Linked DNA regions of Macaca mulatta: region 2 is linked to region 1. A link is a contact called in public Hi-C data. All regions are on one chromosome and are shown on one strand. Each heading gives the region's core, a stretch centred on a gene start, on an enhancer-like site or on the middle of the called end of the contact. The rest is flanking DNA. Distances are from core to core; before and after follow the strand shown. Region 1 overlaps PBX3 (PBX homeobox 3). Region 2 holds the start of PBX3 (PBX homeobox 3).

What was found. Hi-C and Micro-C count contacts between places; a contact is called where the count stands out from the background.
Region 2: a Hi-C map of fetal cortex germinal zone shows a contact between it and region 1, with 4 times the contacts expected there. The contact joins the promoter of PBX3 here to the enhancer-like site in region 1. A contact is called at or near these places in 2 of 14 Hi-C or Micro-C datasets (fetal cortex germinal zone and fetal cortical plate).

Annotation. Positions count from the first base shown.
Region 1 is chr15:21,848,407-21,854,383 of T2T-MMU8v2.0, reverse strand. The region is part of intron 2 of PBX3 (PBX homeobox 3); the gene reads left to right. Among named protein-coding and RNA genes, the nearest start is that of PBX3, 140 kb to the left of the region's middle. Within about 2 kb of position 2,888, at least 2 of the 40 cell types and tissues checked have an H3K27ac peak or open chromatin away from gene starts, as enhancers often do. A contact at or near this core is called in fetal cortex germinal zone, where this site is marked.
Region 2 is chr15:21,989,565-21,995,541 of T2T-MMU8v2.0, reverse strand. It overlaps PBX3 (PBX homeobox 3), which reads left to right and starts at 2,205. Exons shown (of 9, transcript XM_015116821.3): 1 at 2,205-2,868; 2 at 3,783-3,856. The coding sequence starts at 2,669. LOC144335117 (a long non-coding RNA gene) reads right to left here and starts at 1,131. Exons shown (of 2, transcript XR_013405564.1): 1 at 619-1,131.

The sequences.
Region 1 (5,977 bases), core at 1,639-4,138:
CAAGGTGACAAAAATAGGGAAGTATCAATTAGATGACATTGATGGTAAAGCTGTGTGCTGGGATGGTAGATTTTAACAGCTCTCTGTGTCATTGGCTGCTGACTGTAGGATAGGAGTATAGGAATTAGTTGGTAAATTGACAGCTAAGTTAAAGTACTGAACTTTTGGTAGAATTTAAAAACAATAATAAAAACTCGTCACCAATTTAATTTAGTTTTACATAATCACTGGCAATATAATTATACATTTCTACCAGAATCAATTTTTGTGAATCTCCCTGTTGATTTAGTTTCCAAATTTTTACTTTTTTACTATTTTATTATCATTATTAGTATTATTTTTAATTATTAAAAATCGAGACAGGGTCTTGCGCTATGTCCGAGGCTAGAGTGTAGCAGTAGCACAACCGTAGCTCCTGCATCTTGGAACTCCTGGCCCTCAAGTGATGCTCCTGTCTTGGCCTCCCAAAGCCAAATTTTAAAATGATTACTTAGATGTATAGAAATCCTTATTTGAGTCTAGACTTACAAATCCTTAAGAGCCTTAATAATTTCCTACTCTAATGTTTTTTTGGGGAGGAGTAGGCCAATTGGGTGGATTTGGGAGGATCCATTATCATTAAGTATTTACCAAGGGCTGGGTGCAATGGTTTATGCCTATAATCCCAGCCTTCAATCCCAGCACTTGGGGAGGCTGAGACAGGAAGATCATTTGAGGCCAGGAGTTCGAGACCAGCCTGGGCAACATAATGAGACTGCATCTCTGCAAAATAAATAAATACATAATAAAAAATAAAATGAAAATTAAAAAATAGCCAGGTGTGGTGGCTCATGCTGGTAATCCTAGCTACTATGGAGGATGAGGTGGGAGGGTTGCTTGAACCCAGGAGTTTCAGACTGCAGTGAGCTGTGATCACTGCACTGCAGCATGGGGGACAGGGAGAACCTGTCTGGAAATTTTTTTTTTATTTTTACTAAATTCCAGTCTGCAATTTTGGATTACAGATGTAATTCAGCAATGAAAAAGTTTAGAACTTTGTAAACATTATTTCAGTTTTAGAAATCTAATGTTACAAAAAAAGACTTGTGTCTCAAATGAAGAGTTTTATCAGGCTTTGTGTATCTCTCATTACTTAGGAGGGCAATAGAAGTTAAATATATAAGAGCTGAGCTGCTTCTCTCATTTTGTAGTTTCAGCTGCCTGGTCTTTAACATTGGTTCTATTTTTTAAGTGAGTGGTTGGGTATTTGTAAAGAAGGCTCTATAGGTTACTGGAAACATGCTCTGTGATCACTACAGAAATCATGCACACTTCAACAGATTTAGAATTGAATTTAGAACCAAAGAATGAAGGAGTTTATTCTTTCATCTTAAGACTTGGATGTTGTCAATTAGATATTAGACGGTAGAAGTTATATATTGAGTTTCTTCATTTTGGATAGCCCATGGCTCTGTAAGCTTAGTTGGTATTTTGCCTGCATGTAGATATGGTCTGTAGTTATTCAAGCTGTGTTTTTTAAACTTAGGTTTTAAACTGAAATTACTTTAGTCGCTATATACCCCCATTTCAAGCACTGCAGAAAATGGGGAAAAGAACTCTTAAATGATGTATTTGAAAAGTTGCTGTTTTAGAGAAGTATTTGCAACATTAGAAATCTGACAGAAGGTCCATTTACATAAATGTTTAACTGAAGACACAGAAACATGTACCAAAATGAAAATGTTTCATACATTAATTTGCTGCAGAAGGAACTAACATAACAATTAGAATAACATTCTGCCTACTTAGATTTAAATTTCCTAGGGCAGCGATAATACATAGTGTTGATGTAGTTTAAGTCTTTTAATATATACAATCGTTTATTCTGTTGTTAAAATGAATTCTAGTGTTTTAAAACATTCAAACATGGTAAACTTACGTAACTAGAAAAAGGTGTTAGGCTTACAGTTTCTAGTTCTCTCATCAATTTAAGTTCTCTCATCAGCTCAGGGTCCATCAGAAATACTTAAACAGTTTCTTTTCTAGCTTGGCAAAGAAATGATGTCTGTATTTTGTAATTGTGAAAATACCAGATGCTGTCATGAAAACAGTGAACCTAACTAATACAAAAGTAATCTATACGAGGCTATTTTGTTTTCTTGCCATTTTCAATCATTCTTGTCAGTGATACTTTTTTTCATGGCCAAGTTGGTAACCTTCCTTATAAGGAACACCCTAGCAACAACTAAATATATGCTATGACTTTTTTACACCAAGGACAAAATTGTGAATTTTTAAAATCAAATGGTTTCCATCCTAGTTGCGTAGCTGATCTCTTGACTTTTTTTAAATTTTTTCTTTTTTTGGCATGCTGATCCCAGTTGCATGGTCATATGTTGTAAACCACATGGAACTATTTCAAACTGTGATGGGGAATGTAGCAACTGCAAACATTCCTCCTTGAAGCAAGTGGTTGTCCTAAACTGAGCACTGTAGAATAAAAATGGAAACATAAAAATAGCAGTTGGAAAGATAAAACAGCATTTATAGTACTAATAAAACCGTTGTGGCTTCCACAGGAAAACATGCTTTGTAACCTAATGCTTACCTGAAAGGACTGTCGAGTTTCTGAGAGTTATAGCTGTTTTTGTAAGAGAAGCACAGAGATTTGCTTGAGGGCTGAGTGATAGATTCGCCTGCCTGAAGCATCCCAGTGTGTTTATACATGGCTTGTATGGCAGCTTTCATAAGACATTTACCCCATGATTTGCGATGAGCTTATGTGTGAATAATTAATGGCAATTAATCCTTAATTACAGTAATTAGGCAAGTCACAGGAAATTAAGCTGCAGCTGGAGAAGACCATGCCTGGGAAGAGAGGATTGGGGGCTGTGTGAACGTGCCATTTACTGACAGCATTACTAGGATGCGCAGTATTCAGCAGCTTTGGCATTTCTATTGGCAGCCTTGGGTAGGACAAGAGTGCTCTGCATTAGAAGCAATCTATAGTTGTCTACAAGAGTTTTAAGTTCAAGTGCCAAAATGTTGTGTTGCATATGGTGATTATCTAAGTTTATTGGTTGCCATAACTCAAATGAGTGTAATTGTTTTTGGCTTGATAACAGTGACATTAGAAACAGGAGCTTTTATGCATTCATAGGTTCTATTGGCATGAGCCATGATGCAACTTTTAGAAACAATTCATCCAGGTTTGCAATTATGAAGCAGATAATGTGATTGTCTAGAAATTGAGAAAATTTCAATCAAGAACAACAGAACCTATACTCTCTTGGTTGAGGAGTTAATTACTTTATTACTAGTTGTCTTTCCCAGTTAAGCAATGGGTAGTACACATTATACAGGAAATATTCATTGACTACATACTCCAAATGTAGGAAAGACTGAGACTGTAAAAATTTTAAATCATTCACACTAAATGCTAACAAATGCTAGTGTGGAAGAATCTAAAAAGAGTATTTTATAAACAAGCAAAGCAACCACTGCATAGAGAGCAGCACTTCCCTGTAAGTACCTTGTAAGAGATGTTTATGATCCTTTATTTGGGGATGCATAACTTCTTTCATCATCTATGGGGAATTAAAAAAATCATATGGCTATTGTATACCTAGATAAAAGCACGTAGAAAGAAGTATCATTATGACTTTCAGTATATTTTCATAATTAATTACAAATTTGAGCATGAGAAATACATTTACCCATTGAATTATAATGTTTATCATTCGTTTTTCTCTTTGCACTTCAGGGCACAACAAGAAGTTGGGCACACAAGTTCAGCTTAGGTCAACTATTAAAGTAACCCAGATTATGAATCTGTTACAGTCATACAGCTATTATAATAAGTAGGGTGCTCCTTGATACCAACACAACTCTTGAGAAAAGGATGCATTTGTCAGATAAAGTAGATAAAAATACATACATAGTATTGCTTTTATAAAGTTCTATCATTTAGTTGGAGATATTTGTAATGACTTCATCTTTTGTCCTAGAAAGGAAATTTAGGTTTTTTTTTCTTTATGGTTTGTGATCATAAATATTTAGGGCAATAGGCTATTTAGGTTATTAAATGTTAAATATGCAAAGCCTCTTTTTTCAAGAATATCTTTTCTTGTAAGACCAAATTGGTAGAGAGTGAAGTTATATGTACATATATAGATTATTCCCATCTGTACTTCTGGTTCACTTTAAAGAGGATGTAAGTCACGATATCCTAATAATGGTCTTGATTTTATAAATGATTTTTCCCCTTGAAATAAGCAACACATTCATTTTAATATGTAGAATCGGTTTGCTAGCAGGGCGACAGTTTAAAAAGGCTTCCAACTGTGACACAAGTGCAACCATATTGCTTCCTATTACTCGCGAAGGTAGTTGTTTAGAAGAGAGAATGTTCTCCCTGGAAATGTTTAAAGTGCTGTAATTTTATTTAGGATAATGAGGATTTATAACCATTTTGCCATATGAAAACCTGCCTTTAGACACAGTGAAATAGGCTGTTTTGGTTATTGAATGTTCTTAACTGTAGGGGATGTGTGTGTGTGTGTGTGTGTGTGTGTGTGTATGTGTGTGTTTTACAGCAATAAGTGTTTACATTGGGGATTGTGCTGGTTTATTCTATATGTTGGCCTGTGATAAATATTAAAATATTAAATGATTCCATTCAAGTTTGGCCCATGTAAATGTTTACATTTCTTTGTACATGGGATTTCGCTGTATTGAAATGTAACCAAACAGAAAGTCTTTGTTCTTGTTTATAAAAATGATGTTAATAGTGACTGCTAGGTATCCCTGGGGCCCTGAGTCCTTGCAACTTTGCTCATGTAAGTTGTACTGGAGGAAGTTATTTTGAATGATGGGTAGATAGTGCATGGGGAAACAGTTGTGATTAAAAAGTGTATAGCAGGATCTATGTTTTTAATATTAAGTGTGACATTAATGTACTATGTGTTATTAAAAACTATTCTAGAAAATGTAAATTTGACTTATATTGTTAATGCTATATTCTATAGCACTGTCTCAAAACCCACTGTGGAATGGTTTATATAGGCCTCTGCCTCTGATATGGGAGGGGGAAGAAAGGAACAGAACAGTTAAGAGATTTTTATCAGGTTTTTATCTCCTCACTGAAAATCTTAGCTCTCAAAACATTTCTAATTTCCCTCATTTGAAGGTTCAAACAGTTTGAAATTACTGCCCGTGGATTGTTCTTGACATCCCGAATGGTAAATTTGAGCTGTGGAAATGCTGGAATGTGTTTTTGTGCTTTTCCTGAACAAGGGAATTCAACGGGTAAATTACAGTCATTTACTGGAAGTGTAATTTACTGAGAGCCTTTAGGCAAATGCAGGAGAAAGGACAGCAGCAGAATGGAAAAAACCAGCATAAAAACTGTTTTGTGTATTTTTTCCCTTTTCCCATTAAGTATTTATTCACATAAGAGTTTTATGAATTAATGGATGGTCCTACAATTAAGACAGATAACCTTTATTCATTTTTACCACTGATAGATCAAGTATTTCAGATAGTGATTGCTGTGTGAAAATTACAACTTGAACATTTCTGAAAAATTTTTTTATTTTGCATTTAAATCCATCTTTGCCTTATTGAAGACTTGAAGACTTTAAAGAGACATTACTTGTCTTCAGAATGATTATAGACTTCACTAATTTAGATTTTCACTATACAGCAGTTCAAATAATAAAAGTTTTTAATTTTGTTGGTGGACAAATTAGTAAAAAGGCTTTTCATGCTTTGGTCTTGGAAAATTACTATTCTACTTTTGTCACGTATCATAGATGAATCTCATTTTAAGAAGAAGACAACCCAGACCATTTTGGTTGTACGCACAGCTTTCAACCAACACAAGATAAATAACCCGGCCATTTTATTAAATTGTTGAAGAGAAATTTTATAAAATTGTCAACTAATTCTTTATAATATAAATATATAAACATTTGTGGTAATTCTTATAAACAGTTCT
Region 2 (5,977 bases), core at 956-3,455, 140 kb before region 1:
CCTAATAGTGAGTCACAGGATCATTGCATTTTAGAGCTGGAAGGAATCTCAGAATTTAAGACATCTTTCAGTTAGAATTCTGTGGTTTTGCATCTTCAGCGTTGGAGAATTATGAAAGGTTGACCGCTTGCTCCTGTGCCTTTTGGCAAAAATGCCTAAGGATCTGGTGACAGCTTTAAAAGACAAATTAAGAATAAAGGAAAAACCCAATCAATGACGACTATGAGTAACCCACAATGGGGGCTTGAAAGAAGAATTGGAAACTTGACATATCAATGGGGGAGAGAAGAGCAGGGAATATTAATGAACATGAAGGGGGTTCTTCTTTGGAGGTAAGTAAGCAGAGTGGATTTTTTGGAACTCCCTCCTCAGCAGCTGTGCAGTTTGTAAGGATTTTAGCTTGCCTAACTGTAAGCTTAGCTATTAGCTTTGCAGTGGGGAGTATTTAAAAGTACACACAACATATGAAGGAAAGAACCTGGAACCGAGTAGCCTGCTTCATTCCAAGAATCCATCTGGCATTTAAAGAACTGCTTGTCCTACATTAAACCCTGCAGAGTAAGAGCCATTTTTCATATCCTCATACCCCTATTTTTGGTTTCAGGTAAGACAGCATACTGAGTTTGGGGAAGGAACAAGGAGACTTTTCCGAACCACCGAACCAAAGGACTCATCTAGTGTGAACTTCATGAATCTAAAATGGGGAATACACATTTAAACCCCTATTTGGGAAATCAGCTTAAGAGCAATCTCAAGTCTCCACAAGAGGCGGAGGTCCATATTCCAAAATAATGTGAGCCTTCAGTTATTTGTAGATAGAATACAATGGAAGAAGGGGTGTTACAGATACAAAAAATCGTGGCCGGCGTTACCAACATTAAATGACTCGTGGTGATGGGTAAGTTGACAAGTGAAATCCAGTCTCTTCCTGAACAAATGTATCTTTGTAATGAAGAGCTCGTTTTTGCAGCTTCGGTGCATCCGGAGGCATCGAATAGCAAATGCTGCCAAAAGAGTAGTCCCTGGATTATCAGGAGTTGCAGAGTGTGTAAAGTGTTGTAAACCTTGAAATTAGTCCTGGACTGAAGGCACTTTCCCTCCTCCCAGACTCGCTTCCCTCTGACACATTTCCCCTTGCAAAAGAAAGTCTATGGCACTCAGGTCCACTCAGCTCAGACTTCAAGCACGTGAGAGATCACAGGATCCCACCTCAACTGGTCACCCATTGCGGGACAGCGAAAGGCCCCGGTGCTGGCGCCAATGCTGAGCTGCGCCCTCTCGGTTACCGTGGCGACCGCAGGCGGGGCTAGGCCCCCACTCGCCGCTTCCCCGCCTCTGCCCAGGACCTTTCGAAAGCTCCAATTGGGACAACCCTTGCTTGCCTCTGTCCCGCCCCATTCGGCTCTAAGCGCTTTGCGATTGGCCCGGGACGAGCGGCCTGGTACCCAGAGGGCACCACCTCCTGACAGGAAGAGCGGGAAAGTGCACCAGGCGCTGTCCGAGGCGTGAAGCTCACGGGTGCGGCGGGGGAGCACACGGTTGGCTTTGGAGCGAGTTGCCCCCTGTCCCATATACAACCCCCCGCTCCCATGACTGTCAAAAGCATGGAGCAGGAGTCGGGGTGCGGGCACAGCGTTTGTGGGCCGGCCCGGTCTATCCCGGGGGGTTCGGACGTGACGAGACTAGAGCAAGGATCCAGCGGCGCACTCCGAGGAGCGGAGCATCAGGGGCCAGAGGGAACGGTCCGGGACCGGGGGGCGGTGCCGGCGGCGGCGGCGGGAGGCGCAGGACCCAATGAGCGCGCGCGCCGCCCTGGGGGCGGGGTCTGAGGAGCGCTCCCCCGCCCTCGCCGGCCCCCGCCCCTCCCCCCGGCGCCGGGCCGCAGTGAGTGAGTGGCACTGGCAGCCTGTCAATCCCTCGGCCCAGCGGCCTTCCAGCCCGGTCCGCGGCGGCTGCTGGCTGGGTGCGCGGCTCCGGCGGCGGCGGCGGCGGCGGCGACTTCTCCCGCCCTATCCATCCGCTGTCCGCCCAGCGCGCGGCCCTCCAGGGCCCTCCTCCGGGCTGCGCGTCCCCGCCGCCTCTGCCCGCCTGCTCCCAAACTTTCCTCCTCCGCCCCCCTCGCTCCCCGCGGCCCGCCCGCAGGCCTCCTCCTCCGCCGCCGCCCGCCGCCGCCGCCGCTGCCTCCCCCGGGGCCGCCGGGGCTCGGATCCCGCCCGGCCGAGGCGGCGGCGGCGGCCGAGGAGGGCAGTGCGCAGGCTGGCGCGGGGGGCGGCGGGCGTCCCGGCAACTCGGCGGGCGCTGAGGAGCAAGTTGCGCGGGGCCGCCCGGCGGGGCGCGCGGCGGCGAGGAGGCGGCACGGCGGCCGCGTGAGGGCAGCGGGCGCCGCCGCCTCGGTCTCCGCCACCGCCGCGGAGCCCGGCGCTTCCGCCCGCCGCTTCTCCTCAGCCTCGGCGGCGGCGGAAGCCGGAGCCGGGCGCCCGTCCGCATCGCCTCAGCCGCGGGCCCTGCCTGCCGGGCCGCCCCCTCCCCGCGCGGGCGGGGAGCGCGCGGCCGCCTCCCCCTCCCCCTCCCCCTCTTTCTTCTCCTCCCTCGTCGCCGCCGCCGCCGCCGCCGCCGCCGCCTCAGCCTTCGCCTCAGCCGCCGCCCGCTCCCGCCCGCGCGCGGCGGGATGGACGATCAATCCAGGATGCTGCAGACTCTGGCCGGGGTGAACCTGGCCGGCCACTCGGTGCAGGGGGGCATGGCCCTGCCGCCTCCCCCGCACGGCCACGAAGGGGCGGACGGCGACGGCAGGAAGCAGGACATCGGCGACATCCTCCACCAGATCATGACCATCACCGACCAGAGCTTGGACGAGGCGCAAGCAAAGTTGGTGTCGTCTCATTAAGCATCTTTTGTGTGTGTGCGGGAGCCGGGCCCGCGGCGGAGTCGGGGCCCGGGGTGGCGCCCGGGGCCAGGGCCGCAGCCCCCGGCGGGGAACTTTCTCCGAAAGCCGGCCGCCCGCCCCGGCCTCGGGGGGACTTGCCCGCGCCCCTCGAAGCGGGCGGGAGTCGGCAAAGTTGCTCTGGGGGGCTCGGGACAGACTCGGGGCGGCGCGGATTCCGTGGCGTCCTTTTCCCCGTCCTGCCCCTCGCAGCCCGGCCCCCTCCCACGGATTTAAACCTCCCGCCCCGACCCCCGTGCGGGCCGTGCCGCCGGGAAGTGCAACTTTCTTCTCCGGCCGGGAGTCCAGGCGCCGGCTCCCGTGGCCGCGGGACGACCTCGCGATGCGGGCGGCCACCCGGGCCCGGCGCTGGGCGATGGGCGATTTCCTGGCGGGTCCGGGTGCGGACGGCCAAGTTCTTGGGGAGGGAGGGCCGCCTTGCAAACTTTGCCGAGCTGTCCCCCTCCTGCTGGCCGCAGTCGGCCGACTGGCAGCGTCGCGCTGGCTCCCTCTGCCCAGGAGCGGACGCGGGAGCCCCTCCGCTCTCGTCCCCTCCTCCGGGTCGCCTTCGTCTGCCCCTGGGGCGAGGCTCCCCGCGCGGGTTCGCGTCTGCGGTGGCCGAGGCTGCTGCCTGCCGGGCAGATGGGTCCGCCTCGTTCCGGCTGCAGCTTTCGCCGCCGGGGCTTGCACAAGGCTGTCGGGAACTAGTCAACTGGAGTTTCTGTTGACTTCCCACGGTTCAAAAGGGCCTTCCAGAAAGGGGGGGCTGGAATTAAATCTTGGGTCTAACTTAAAGGAAGGCGCCATATTATTCCATAGGTGATGCTAATACCTTTGTGTTTTGTTATTTGTTTTTTAGGAAACATGCCCTGAACTGTCACAGAATGAAACCAGCGCTCTTCAGCGTCCTGTGTGAGATCAAAGAGAAAACAGGTAAGACGCTGCGCCCCACAGTGGGCCTGGAGACCCCCGAGGTGGGGGTCGGAGCTACTCCTTCGACTCTCCAGTTGAGAGCTGCTGCTTTTGGGCACCGCCATCTTTGATCATTCTCTCCTTCCCACGTCCTGATCTTGAGAAAAAACTGCAATAAATCTGGAGTCGATTTCTCAGTTCTGCTCCTGGTGTAAAATGAAGTGTAGGTGCGGACTGGGTTGGATCGCCGTCCCTCGGCGGCCGCCCCTGGCTGCAGGCGGGGAGGGGGCCCGGAGCGCCAGCCGTCCTCTCCCCTCTCCTTTCGCCTTGTTTGTGTGTCAGTTTTTAAAAGGAGCAACGGGAGACTGGATGCCAGGACCGAGTCCCCGGGAGAAGCATCACCCGAACTTTGTTTTACTTAGACAGTCTTAAGCTTCAGCTGCACGGATAGAAGAATAGATGCAATTGAACAGACCCCAGTAGCATGCTTGAATTAGTGTTTTAGGTGGGAAGACTACTTTAGAGAATCGAGGAAGGGTAATGATGTGTAGACATATACAATGTATTACATCTGTTAATACTTGTCTTATTTTGTATCCTGAAGTCATTACACTTGTAACTGCTTAATATATAAAGTATAAAAAGGTCCACAGATGCAGGTTAAACAATTTTGAAGTGTCCAAGTCAGGGAATATGTAAGAAGATAGGTTTTGCAGAAGTGCTGGAATGAAAACTACAGGTACATATTTGGCAAATTTTTGCTAATTCGTTTCAGTTTAACTTTCTTGTCAGACTTTATTTGTTAATTGAAGGTCTTTTAGTCTTGAAGTGAGGTAACTGCTCAAATTGAAGCAGAGATTTGGATGTTTTAGTTTGTATTTGGCATTATCTTCCCTGTATGTGGCAAACAAGTACATTAAACAAGCTCTACTGTTTATTTTTTTCCTGTTCTTTTCTTTTTTTTTTTTTGGTATGTGTTGGATGTATGGTATTTTAAAGTTGCCATTTTGAAAGTTGAGGCAAAGGAGAAAAAGTTGAAGTCCAGGATATAGCACTATCCAAGGGATGCTATTTAAAAGGTTACATGTGATTGTGTTTAAATTGAGTGTACAAATAGCACAGTGCAAATAATTGTTAGGTTGATAGGTGAGTCAGCCTTCTTTGAAACAGGTTTTTCGCTTTGCAATACTACTCTGATCCTAAAAGTAATCAACAAAAGATAATGAGTTATTGCTGTCTATTAAATATGTATGCTAAACCGTAATAAGCAGCAAATAATAAGGGAGGCCAACTAGTACTTTTCCTGGTTTTCATTCACATATTATGGCTGGTTTCTTAATGCTCAGTGATCCTTTTTGGAATTACTAACTTTTATTTTGTGTTGATTTTTAGCTACCTTTAGAAAGCATTGTGATTTAAAACAGTAGATAATTTTTATCTGACTGTAAAATAAGATATCTAGCCTTAAGTCTTGAAGATTCTTAGTTTAGAAGCTTAAAAGTATGCAATTCTCAGTAAATTCTGTTTCTTAATGTCCAAGGGTTTTCCTGCTATCAGGGCTCCACTTCAGTTTCTGCTGACAGCTAAGCACTGGGGTATTGACTGTGTTGTGAATATTAAGATTGATTCGACTTTATACAGACTTGTATTACTAGGGAGAGGGGATGGATACTTATTGCTTCTCATCCCCTTCTCATTATTTGTATGTATGTATGTATTTATTTATTTATTTTTGCCTTTTTAAAGTTTTGGCCTAGCTAGCTTGAGAACTAAACCCAGCAAACTGCTTTTCATGTTGAGACATTTAGCAGCAGGCAGAATTCAATTAGGAAGCATAAGTCCTTTAGTTGCTTATTTGCACAGGACTTAGTTACACCATTCTGAAAGGAAAGTATAGTCAACCACATGTCAAAGGTGAGTTACGAAAAAGAAACAAGTCTTTTCAAAGTCTGGAATTACTGGTAGAGAGAGCTTTGGTAGGGCTATTGCTATTTAAAAACGAAGAGGCAGCTGACAAAAGAAATTTCTGTGTTTTAAAATTGTTTCTGGGGCTTTCAGTGATAACTTGTAAATTAGATCCTCTTTTTGTGCTTTGGCCAGTGGATCCACATTTGCACGTTATCTCTTTTGTAAAAAGCCAAC